2 separate regions of the Mus musculus genome follow, and region 2 is linked to region 1. The links are chromatin contacts, called in public promoter capture Hi-C maps. All regions are on one chromosome and are shown on one strand. Each heading gives the region's core, a stretch centred on a gene start, on an enhancer-like site or on the middle of the called end of the contact. The rest is flanking DNA. Distances are from core to core; before and after follow the strand shown.

The links. Promoter capture Hi-C pulls out the DNA fragments that hold promoters and counts their contacts.
Region 2: a contact with region 1 is called in a promoter capture Hi-C map of neutrophils, with 3 times the contacts expected there. The contact joins the enhancer-like site here to the promoter of Sucnr1 in region 1. A contact is called at or near these places in 3 of 39 promoter capture datasets (the 3T3-L1 cell line, hematopoietic stem and progenitor cells and neutrophils).

The regions. Positions count from the first base shown.
Region 1 is chr3:60,078,892-60,085,331 of GRCm38.p6, forward strand. It overlaps Sucnr1 (succinate receptor 1), which reads left to right and starts at 2,978. Exons shown (of 2, transcript NM_032400.2): 1 at 2,978-3,037. The coding sequence starts at 3,035.
Region 2 is chr3:60,575,849-60,582,395 of GRCm38.p6, forward strand. The region is part of intron 2 of Mbnl1 (muscleblind like splicing factor 1); the gene reads left to right. Among named protein-coding and RNA genes, the nearest start is that of Mbnl1, 78 kb to the left of the region's middle. Within about 2 kb of position 5,098, at least 52 of the 459 cell types and tissues checked have an H3K27ac peak or open chromatin away from gene starts, as enhancers often do. A contact at or near this core is called in hematopoietic stem and progenitor cells and neutrophils, where this site is marked.

The DNA.
Region 1 (6,440 bases), core at 1,728-4,227:
GATTTTGGGGCTCAGACTGAATTATGAATAGACTGCATTTCATGGTAATGTAAACTCATCTAGTAGTGCTGGTTTGGTGTCGGGAAACTGAAAGAGTATAGTCACAATCCACATGAACTTCTACTCTATTCCCTGTGTTGTGTGAGAGGAACTTCCTTGGAGTCCTTTGTGTCCTTAGCTTGATTCAACCCTTTTGTGTTTGCTGTGACTATTTCCCCTTAAGAATTTAAGATATTTCTTGGTATGAATGATTGTCCTCCCATTTCCTGGCTTGTGATTCAGTAAAAATTAGTGTGACCCTTAGGCCAGCTGCTTGTCCTCACAAACTGTTTTTGTAATAAAAGAATGCATCTTGTAAGCATGCCCAGAGGCCCTGCTAATAGGGCCTTCCCATAAACACTTCAGTGTTTTATCTTTGACTCTTGTTTATGTAAAGTGTTCTGTTTTGTAGAAACCTAATCATTAATTTTGATAAATAATAAATCTTGTAAACCATTGCTAACCTTAATATATTCTAAATTTTACTTGATTAGAGAAAAATTACATGAAATTGCTATATTCATGGTAAAAAGTATTCAGTGGTACCAATTTTACAATTTGCCCTAGCAGGTTCTTCTTTTCTATGAGAGGCAAATAAAGCCAAATCATGTTGAAGAGAAGAGGCCCAAAATTCTGGCACAGTCCTTAATCAGTTGTGCAATGTGTGCAATGTATGTAAGTTTTGTTGGGCCTCAGTTTCTTTAGCTGAAAATTAAGGTACTGACAGTTTGCTCTGAGCCACAATCATGTAACTCAACTAAGCTGATGTATGCCTGTACTTAGAGTGAAGTCCCTAAGGACCACAGTAGACACTGGGAAGCATTGCATTGCATTGAACTGCCATTTGTGCTCCCTCCTCTGTGTTTTTCTCTTGAGTTTCCTGCTGAGTGGATCTGATTTTACACAAACTTCTCTTGCACACCCTGCTCGCTGGACTTTCATATATTATTTTACATTGGACTGTGAATGTCAGGAACTTTGTGGAGTAGAGTCACTGGGCCCCTCTGAACAAGGAAATCGGCTTAGGCAAGTTTGTTTCACAGATCACACAGCTAGTAAAATGCAAATTCAGGACAAGGATTCAATGACCTTTTTTTTTTTTTACCGTGCTGCTTTTTGTAAGATTATTTTAATTTGTATTCCTGTGCCGAAACTAACAGCATTAAATTGAAGTACTCATATGGAAGGAAGTTTAATTTATTGAAAATGTCTGTAATAATTAATCTTTAGCAAGCAAGTATGACATATTATATTAGCCAACAGCTTGTTATGACTAATCCCCAGTGTATAGTATAATACACAGACTTCTATGTAGATATATGTATTTCCTGGGATTGTCACAAGTATCCCTACTTTACAGTTAAGAGAATTGAAAATTTGATGAGATCCAATGTGTTACATTGTTTCTATCAACAAAGAAAACAAAGTCAGAAGCTCTGCCCACTGAAATATTATAGGCTGAACAGAAATCACTTCCTGAGAGATGTGTGCTCTCTCTGGCAGAAGTGACAACATAATTTGCAAATCCAGCACAAGGGAAATGTTTGGTCCCTTGTTATAAAGTTAATACAAATTTAGAACAGGAATGTGACCATACAGTGTTCCATCAAGAATGCAGAGCTTATATTTGGGCCTGTGAGGGGGCCTGGAAGTGTGACAGTGACACTCGTCCTGCTGGACAGATTCTCCGTACCTCTGCTCTGTAACCCTGAATAAGGTGTCACGGTATGAAAGGAACAGCAGTCTATTTACTGTATCTGCCCTGGTACCAGTGGAGGGGTCCTGGGGAAGTGTGGCTCTTGGCAGGAAGCCCAAACTATCAGCTTGCAGTCCTGTGGGGGGGAAAAAGAGAAGTACCGACCACATTTTTGGCCATCAGGAAGTAGAGACAAGAAAGAGGAAACTCTGGGGAACTCCAGGTACCCACAAAGAGGGAATCACCATCTCCAGCCCCTCCTGCCATGGTGGTGGTCAGAACTTTCCTTTTTACATTGTAGAGGTCTATGAACTACAACTGGCCACTCTATACCTTGGAGAGGTCCATGAACCACAACTGGCTACTCTCCTCTCTTTCTGAAGACTGTACCCCAAAGTACTCTCTAGCCTCTTTTCCTCTACAAGTAGAAAATGCCTGTGATTGTATCTTAGTCGCTACCATGTACATACATCCTCAGTGTTATCCCCACCCTTCAGGTCAACCAATCCAGATTTTTGCTTGAATAAAAAACTGATGTAGCCTTGAGAAAAGGCCAGGTTTGTTTCTTATCTGGAATAATCAGTCTTCTGGATGCTGTTCAGAGCACTGACTGGGGAAAGTCTACTACTATCTCTTGAGCTTGTCATCTAAGATAATGCCTCTCTCCTTAATCCCTAGCCATCTGATGTACTTCTTTATGTTTCCTGAATTTAATCACAGAAAATAAAACGGATACTATCTAAAGTTCTAACAGCCTTTCAGCAGCACACTGACAAGGCTCAAATTCAGACTGCCGTCCAAGTACTCATGTCATAGTTCCCTCAGGATTTCTATGAAGCAGTTTAATTATTGTATGCTTAGTATAGAAGTCACCAAAGAAATGTGTAAAACAATGAAAAATGAGTTCAACTATATATATTAACCATAAAATGTTTGCTGTTCTCATTACCTAAATGTGCGTACACAGTTCCATGCACATACACATGGGAAGATAGAATGCTTCTATGTTGTTTTGGGAGTGTATCAACTAAATTTAAATTAGCTTGTCCTCAAATGTCTTTGTTAAAACTACTCTCTACAAAATGACTCATCTGTTGTGTGCCTTCGGCTTTTCAGGAGTTCCTCTGAATGACTTGGAGGTTTTTCTGAATAAATTATCCCTGCCTTTTGAATTATTAATCTTGGCTGCATAATATGCAAATCAGACTGCACTGGTCATGTCCAGCAACACAGCACTGGGTCAGAAGCTGTCTCCAGCTCCTGGCAGAGTTTTCTGTCGAGACAGAAGCCGACAGCAGAATGGTAAGGGACACTGCAGCTCATGTCTCTCGGTCACACCAAAGAAGACCAAGCTTTCTGCTTAGGGCTTCCTTTGGAAGGGTTCTGTGAGCTAAATGCTGCCTAGGGAACTGTTCTTCAGTAGATGTGAAGCAGCCAAAGGCAAACATATCTGACTTTCACATCTATTTCATGTGGCTCTAAATGCATTGATTTAATAGACAAAAATGTAGTGTGTTTTGCTTTAAAGGGCTCATTGTATTTGATAATGTCGCAACAAAGATAATTACAATTATTTGAAAAAGTGAAATTATTTAGAGAAAGGGAAAATAACTTGCGTCATGAAAAATTTAACCATGTAAATTAAAGAACTTATAGTAGAGTAAATTTTAAATCATTCCAAAATTTAAAATTTGCATCTATATTTGGCAAAATGTGATGATTTAAGAATAAGATTTACTAAAGGAACTGGTAAACTGCAGAGTGATTGTTATTCTACTCCCCAAACTATATAATCTATTCTCTAACTTATTAATGAAAAATGCAACTTGATACATACTGTAATGTTTGATGTTTGGGTGTAACTTGTGGAATACATAAAAGTGACGTAATTAACCAGAACCAAATACTTATATTTATATACACTCAAACACAGTTTATTTAAATTGTTTACTAATGAGAGAAACTTGTTGGAATATCTTCATACTTTACTTTCCAGTGACAGTTAAAATTTTTATTTTTTGTTAGGCTCTGTGCAATGGTCCAGGATATAGGAACAGAGTTTGTATTGGATTACCAGGTTTTTCATTAATGTATTTTTTCTTAATTTCTGGTAAAAACATGCATTATTTTTATGTTTAGAGAACTAATTTTATAAGGAATTTTCATCATTCCAAATTAAGAATGAGTAGTAGCAATTTTCTCATGTGGGTGTATTCAGTTTATATGTAGCTTATTAATTCTAACAGACTCTGTGACTGTGGGCTAGAAGCTAATAATGATTTCCTTTTAGTTACTAATGTGTTTTTTAAAGAAAGTTCTCGGTTAATGGTTCACCTCAGTAAGCCACTACATGTTGTCGCCATGTCTGTTGCCTATGAAGAGGACAGCTCCTGAAAAGTATAGGCTAGTGATGGTTCAGAGGACATGCCCCCCTTGAATTCAGAGTTTTGCCTAAAGGAGCACACCTTACTTCCCTAATTTGCATAATTATACCATAACAAAAGACACCCGGAGGTATGTATGTATGTGTGTATATATATATATATATATATATATATATATATATATATATATGTATATATACCTGAATATATATATATATGTATATATATACCTGAATTTGGAATACAATATTCTCAAAGTGTGTCCTTATGAAGTTGAATCAGCCTATAAGCCTATAAGTATTGGAGAGCCTAACACTATAAAACCATAATCTGATAATGTTTGGATATGAAAAGGGATTTAAAAATAAACCAAGTTGAAAACATATTAAATGAATAGATTATAAGACGTCATGAAAAGCAAAATCTCATTTTAACAAACAAATTTCAGCAATATTAAAGCATAAAAATAATAGGATTAATTGATTTAAACATTTTTCCCTGATTTTTTGTTATTTGTACCCACACTGTACTTTATAATTAATATGTATTTCATCCACACACCTTTTGTTTTTGTTTGTTTAATTACTTCTTGTACTTTTACGATTATATTATAATTACATTATTTTCCCCTTCTTTTTTTTCCCTCTCTCTCGATTCTCCTATATACCCTTCCTTGGTCACTTTTTAATGTATGGCCTCTTTTTGCATTACTTGTTCTTACAGGCATATATGAACACATATATTTATAAACACAACCTCCTAATTTGGTGTAATATTATTTACAAAACAACTTCCACACCTAAGGCTCAGGGAACACTGTGTAGAAGAGGGCAGAAAGCTTGTAAGAGCTGGGTGTCTCCTGAGAAACTGTGTCTCCTCGTCATGTCAGAAGCTACATCCATAAAATTTCACCAACATGACTTCCTAAACTGGTCTGAACAAGGGCAGTAACAATAGCCATGCTAGAGAAGACAGGGAATGGACCACGAGGTCTCAACCCTAAACAAAGAATCACAGTCAACTATGGAATGCTGAGAGTGGGAGAAATAGTCTCTCCCAGAGAAGCACACAATAACTATTTACCCAGTACCACATAGTCAACCTAAAAAGGACATGTTTAAAGTGTTTTGTCCTGGTGGTGTTTGTGTGTTTGTTTGTTTTTAAAGCAAGAGTCACTGTAGGACAAGCAAGGCAAAGGTACAGGTCTTAATTCAGTGATGTTGGAAGTCCATCCCATGGTGGTCAATTTCACTTCCTAGGTAAATTCCTGTGTTGTAGGAATCCAGCTGAGCACAAGCAAATGAGCACCCACACATTTATTTCACTCTGCTCTTGACTGTGGATGTGATGTGGATAGCTTTCTCAAGCTCCCACCATCATGACTTCCATGCTATGATAGACTGTAACCTGGAACAGTGAACTACACTAAACTCTCCCTAACATACTTTTGTCAGGCGTTTTACTCCAGTAGAAACAGACCCAGAGCAGTTGGGTGTATGACCTCAGCAAGGGCTAAGTGTGGATATTATGCTCTCAAAACTCATATGCTGAGACTTAATTCATCATATGGAATGTCAGAACCTGAATGAAAGTTGTGTCACAGCTTTGCCCTCATGAATCGAATCCTACTCTGGTAAAGGGGGATGAAGAGCGTGACTCCTCAACACTAAATCTGGAGTACTTTCCTGTGTAACAAAGAAAAATAGTTTTATCGTTTCTAGATAAACCACTGTAGGATATATTGCTAAAACTAAGATATTGAAGCTTGAAAACTTCAGAGAAATCGTTTCTCATAGTGATTCTACTAGTCCCTAATTTTCATTAGTATTCGAATGAATCAACTCCTAGACACCGGTGAGCACAAGATTTGGTTACACCCTTAGCTTTAAAACATGGTGTTCATCATTATTATTCCTAAGGTTTTCAGTCCTGTTTTAAAGTTTAAGACATTATATTTTAAAGTGGTGTGATATGTTCTATGTTTAATAAAATAAAAAAATCTTTAGCCATACACCACAAAATAAAAGTTATTCAAAACAACAATTGTATTCAACAACCTTACTTCCTTTCCTAGGTTAGAGTTCAAGACAGTTTAACTCATCAGAATTTGTAGGGATCTGTGGCTGGCCATGAAGATACAAAGGTGAATTAGCATCTTCTCCTGACTTTACTACTTTCTCTCACATATTTGCTGATTATTAAGCCTTCTTCTTCCTTCTACAATGAGTTTTGGGCCATGGTTTTCCTGTATTTGGACACAAATTTTCTTCAGGCAGAGATGCATGGCTTTCCTTAATTTCCTAGACAGGTAGCCACACATC
Region 2 (6,547 bases), core at 3,848-6,347, 500 kb after region 1:
TCCAAGTGTAAATGATGGAAGAGATAGCATAACCTGTTCATATTTGTCTTAGAATATATTAAATTCAGTTTCTATGGCAACGTTTTTTAATTGGCAAATTCTATTCTGCTAGTACTCTCCAGCCTATTTTTCTTGGGTATATGGAATTGTCAGAAATGCTTCACATAGTAAAAGTTAGACTTAACTGTGCTCTTTGACAGGAAACATGTTCATGGGCCAGGGTTGATTTCATTTGTTAATTTTCTGTACTGTGTTTTCGTGGTTGGTTGCTGTGGCAATTATGTGTCTTTCTCGACACCCTTCCTGTGTCAAGAAGCCAGTGAGGATTGGTATTTTTGTCTGAGCTTACAAGTAGGTGACAGCCTTTCTTAACTGAAAAGGAAGAAAGGAAGGAAGGAGGGAAGGAAGGACAAAAGAGAGAAAGAAGGAAGGAAGGAGAGAGAGAGAGAGAGAAAGGGAGAGAGAGAAAGAAAGCAAGCAAGCAAGCAAGCAAGAAAGAAAGAAAACAGTGTTTGAAAATCCCCCAAATCCATTTAAGCAGGGTTCTGGGTGATTCTTGACTGTAACAGAATAAGCTAGACTGATATATCAGAAACACAGTTTTCTTTGCTCATCGTACACATACTGTCTCTTGAATCAGTGTGGTGCACAATGTTGAAGCAGGTACTGGGTAAGTTGGATTTGGCTACTGCAGTGTTATAAAAATAGATTAGGTAAACAGACACAGCAGGCCCATGCGGCTTGGGTTCTGACTCCTCCCCAGACTTAGTATAACTTTAATAGGCTGTAGTTCTAAAGAGAACTATGAATCTCTAGGGTGATTTCAATATTATATAACGAAGGAGGAGCTGTTTTATAGCAAGGAATCAGGTGTTATGTCTTGTAAAATAATTTCAGAGAGGTTTATCTGAAAGCTTCAGTTTTTAAGCTATTCCAGGCGACGGTGGACGTCTTTATTTTTTGCCTTTGCTATTTTTAGAGCCCTGCAGTAGCATAACCCTGCACCGCACACAAAGCAGTACGGCAGTTGGTGTTGGATGCAGAATTGCTATTAGATGAAAGCTAACAAAGCAAATCCTTGGAAAGAAGGAGCCTGTCTGCGGTAAAGACTTTCAGTATGAAAGTTGTAATGTAAAAATTAGAATGCTCAAGGATAAAATAACTACTTCCCTCTAAGAAGCCATGCCTGTTTAGTAGAGAGTAATTGTAGCCACTCACTTTAGCTACTCTGCACCACTGCAGATGTTCTGAAAAGGTGTTCCTTTCTGAATTGGTCCATGGCATTTTTGGATTTTTTTTTCCCTTTTATCAGAAGTCGTAGGAAACTTTTATAGCTGAGTATTTCAATCAGGTTTCATTTTACTCTTCTAATCCACATGCTTTCTGAATAATTATAGCACCAGTATGTGTATAAATATTCATATTTTATAGGTTGATAGGACTTATGCATTATCTCCAGTAGTCTAAGAAAAATAAAATGTGTTATCAACTAATAAACTGTTGAATCATCTGAAAAGCCCATTGTACAGAGGAATTCAGAAAGTAGTGGAGATGAGGTGGGCTATAACATCTGTGGAGTGAAGTGTGCTCAGAGCCACAAGCTTTGAGCATCATTCTGTGGTCAGTAGAATTCTTTTAGATTATTTATAAATCTATACTTTAGCTGTCTGGTTTTAAATATTTAAAAGAATACCAAAGATTCATGACATAATTAACCGTGTTGCTGCTTAAGAGGAAAATTAAAGCTCTCTGAGTTGGCCTTGCACACCTCCTTGTCTGTCTGCCTCAGTGTGTCTTTGTTTGTTCAGGTAGACAGCAACCCTGATGAAGTGGAGGGGATTTGTCCATTTAGGAATGTTTAGAGATCTGGGGGATACACTACACCGAATTATCAAGGTTCTTTTCATAACCAGACTATACAAACAGCACTTGAGAAATTAGTGCAGAAAGGTTTGTAGCATCATTCTGTCATCAGTAGAATTCTGATCTTTGGATTTTTAACCCTCACCAACCCTGTCTAATAGCTCAGAGCAGCAACATAGCCAGCCTCCTTCTGTATTCTCCAGCAGTTCCCGTGCTGAGAGCAGATCTCTCGTTTTGGGAATTGTCAGATTTCCTGCTGTTACATCTTTATCCAAGCCAGTCTGACTTTGAGCATTACTGCTTGCAAGTACTGTTAGGGAGAGGAGGAAAATCAATGTCTCCAAAATGGGCAGGGTTATAGCTCCAGACGCAGCAGGCTAGACAGCTGTACATCTGGACCCTTTACTGATGGTTTCGTCAGGTACACATGAAGTACATCTGCTGACCTACAGTTCTGTGACAGATAAATTAGCTGAATTATTAAAGAGCTTTCTTAATCACCAAACATGTTCTAATTGAATGATGAAGGATGAAGGTGAGCAGGCAATGAGTTTCAAAGGGTCTAGAAACAGGTGTGTGGTATAAAATGTAATGGTATACTTTTTCTTGTTGCTAGCCTAATTTAGTTGCATTTGTTTTCCCATATTGATAGGAAATGTATTTTTCATATTTTTAGATCTTGAATGGCGCTCAGTCTCTACACACACCCTATTATGCCATGAGACACTGATGCCATTCCTCTGTACACACAAGCCCTGGTGCACATATGCACATGCATATAAGCTCACCTGTAACATTTAGGTATTTAGGGTGAAATCAAGTGTTTGGAAATGAAATGCTGTTTCTCTTTTTATATTAGGGAAACATAGCCAACCATCAGTAACAATCTTATCAGATTGGACTCCTTTGTGAAAGAGTTTTAGGACAGGACCAAAATATCCTTGTCTAGACCTCTTCAGAGTAGAATAGAAAACCGTACTTTGTATAAAGTTCCGGTTGAGGCAGAACAGCCTGAAGGTTTCCAGACTGAGACTGAAAGCATCCAACAAATGCAGATAAACCTGCCTACCATAAACACTGCCACATCTCCTGGCATTCTCCCACTGCTGCATGCTGAACCAAGGGCTGCCCACAAAATTTCACTGAAATGTACCCTTGTTGCCTTAGTAGATAGATAATATAGTTATTACCATTTTGTTCATGAGGACACTGAGGGGCAAAGGACTAAGTAATAAGTACAACAGAGTCACAGGTAGGAAAGTGCAGGATTAGTTTTTAAATTTATGTTCCTATTTTTGCTTCTTTGAACCCCACTATTAGAATTTATCCCCATATCAGTTTTAAGGAATCAAAATGAAGAAGAGCGGTCCGTGTTTAAAAAATAATGTCTTCATGGAAGTGTGTGCTGGGTTACTGTTTCAGATTTGTTCAGTATTCAAAGCTACTGTTGAATTCCTGCCTTTCTCCTACATTTCCATTTCTTTTTTCCAACTTCTCATACCAATGAGCATTCCTCCCTTTGACCTTGTCATTTGCATTAGAACACTTGCTTCTTTGGACCTTAGACTATCATCAAGGGATCATAACTTTTCATCTAGCTCCAGAAGTCTAGGAGAGCTGACCACCTTGAAGGACTCACTTATTCGCTGCCTTTAGCTCTTGTCGATATTGTTTTGCTTTTATAGCATACTGTTAAGCATGGGCCAGGCATGAGCACCATGACAGTCTCCAAGAAAACACCCTTACACACTTCAGGGCGTTACAGAGTATATGTGAGAGCCAGAAAAGCAAATTGACCAATGAGGTGTTGGCATCGTAATTGGAAGCAATGAGAAATAGCACACAGTTGCACGAGGCGAGCTGAATGTCTGTCCCTTCCCACCCCCACCTCATAGGCTCATAGTAGAGCACATTTTGAAAATTCTGAGGAATTCATTCCAATTCTATTTTGGTAGGCAAGGAAAATTTAGAAAATTGGTAATAAAGTATTGCCAGTCTCTACTGTCATCTCAATGAATCACAAACTTTAGCTTCTTTTACTGAGCATGGATACAAACACAGAATCATTGAGTCCCATAATTTTGTTTTTTAAAAGTGTATCTGTTCGTAATGGAGAGAATTGAAATTTATACGTGGCAGGGGTAGCAAAGTCATTTCTCTTTATAGTATCAGGTTTTAGGAAGCTCCATTCTCCCAAAATATGGCGCTCATTCTCTCTACCAAAGGAGCCATTTCCTGTCAATGTCAAGGGACAAATGGCCAATGGGTGTTGACTGTTGACCAACCAAAACCAGTGCTGGCCTTTAGGCTCTTTCAGTATAGCAGCACAACTATTCATGGCTCTTTTCAGCGCTTCTGATCCTACCTCCTGCTTTAAACTCCAACTCCTGGGCTTCCCTCTTTCAGCTTCCCTCTCTCCCTCTCTGTTCCTCTTGTGGTCTGGACTCTTTCAGATGCCTTTGGCTGTGTCCTTCTTCGTATCTACAATTAAAGTCTTTCCATCAACAACACTTCGGAGTAGTCAAGTCTTTAGTTTATAAATCTAGTGCCTAAACCCTCAGTTTATACATCTGGTCCTGAAAGCTCTGGGTGGGAGCACAAATGGATCCCTCCCTTTCAAGGGGTCTTGCCTTTCCTAAGCAAACGAAGCTGCAGACTTGACTCTCCTAAGATACGCATGTATCTGTTTTGTTTTTATTTATTTAATTCTAGAGTCTTCCTCTTCCTTGCTTCTTCCTTTCACCTTCTGTACTTCTGCTGTGGTATTCGGGGCAGCTCTCTGGCTCCTGGAGCCTGCTTCCCCCTCCTGGGTGCCCTTCACAAATAAAGGCTCTCTCTCCCTCCACCTCCTCAGTCCTCTTCTATTGAGTAAATTTAACTGCAGCACTATCTGCTTTGTCTCTGTTGACTTGCTGGAGCTTACTATTACTATAAAACCATTCTTCTCAGCCTCCTGGGCCCCTGTCATATAGAAAATGGATGCCTCTCCTCTGTGACTGGAGATATCTCTCTCTCTGACAAATCTCTCAGTGCATTTGAGCATGCCCCAGATTGAAGCTCTTGTTGCACAGAACACTTATCCTCTCCCTCACGCCTTTCTCCTTCACTGCATGTTCTCGGCTCCCTCCGAGCTTCCTCCTCTCTGCTAGAAGCTGCCTGCGTGGTCTCTCTCCATAGCTTGCTAGAACCCGTTGTTTCTTCCTTTACCTTCCCTGACCTCTGTGATACAGACATCCTCTGGGGTGGAGTTCCTGTTTGCAGCCCTGTCCCTCCTGTCTGTCAGCTTCCTCCTAATTAGAACCCTCCCTCTGGTGGAGTTCCTGATTTTTCCTTTTTCTCTTTTCCTCTTTGGAGCCAGAGACTGTATGAAGCCATGATGTCTGGCTGAAAAAGGTGACCTTAGTTTAGTGCAGTAGCGCCAAATCAATTTGCAAATTCCCACATATTGTAAAACATTTGCCATCATACAAGCAAATATTCGACAAAAGTCTCTTATCTCTAAGCTTTTTCTACTTTCCACTCTAGAAAATCTTTTATCTCTATGCTTTTTGCTCTTTGCTCTCAAAAATTATTTTAAAACTATTATATAAACTCTGTAAAATTTGGAACAAAAGTTAGCTTAAAATTTGCAACCAAAAGCTAATACGTTAAAAAAAAAAACAAAAAACAAAAAACAAGACTATACCTAGGTAATCTTAATTTTCTCTGTGATACTATATGTGTAGCTCGGATTCAACATGTTTAGGGAAAACACACACACACATACATATGTATGTATATGTGTGTGTATATATATGTATGCATATTGAATATATGAATATGTATGTATATATATTCAACTCTTGTTAAGTAAAATAGATGTTTCTAAATAGTAGCCACCATGTGACTGCACCACCATCTTCTTTAAGATGACCACGTGCTATAAACCAGCTAAGGCAGCACCCATAAAACATTTTAGACCTCTTGAACCCCAAGATTGTCTTTGTGTCTCCTTTTCACACAAAGGAAACAGCTGCAGGTCTTAAAGACATTTTGGATTAGGATGACTCTTTATATGATAATGGAAAGAGTTAAAATTTATACATGGCAGTAATAGCAAAATGACTGTTCTTCACTTTACTCGAGACATTAGAAACAGTAACTCTAGGCTAAGGACCTTAAGGTGAGCCTTAAACAATGCTCTGCTTTAGGAGAGAAAGAGAGAAAAAGGGGGTCTGGAGAGAAAGAGTTGGGGGCTATGTGACTTATTTTATGAAATAAAATTTCACGCATCTTTCTAAGATAAAAAATTTAGAATGCAATTGAAAAATTAGAGTAATATTAAAGGGATAGAAAGTTTAACCATATGAGCCCTTGTACATATTTACACTTTATTTCAAGTGCTGTTTGAAAACTCTAAAGAGGGGTGGGGATGAATGGAAATCTTCTGAAATTCAGCATACTTCTCCTACCTCTGCCCATGAATAAACAACTGTCCTAGAATTTGTATCTTTGCAACCACAAAAGGGCAGAACACCTAATGTTAGTCATTAGTTTTTGAGTAATAAACGTCTGATTTAACTTTTCTTAACCACTTTCTATTTTAGTATGCCCTGGCAAATTACGTAAGAGCCATAATTGGGTGAGCTCTAATGTCTGGGCAAGGAACTCACTTGAGAAGAAGAGAGATCTGTTACAAAAGCAG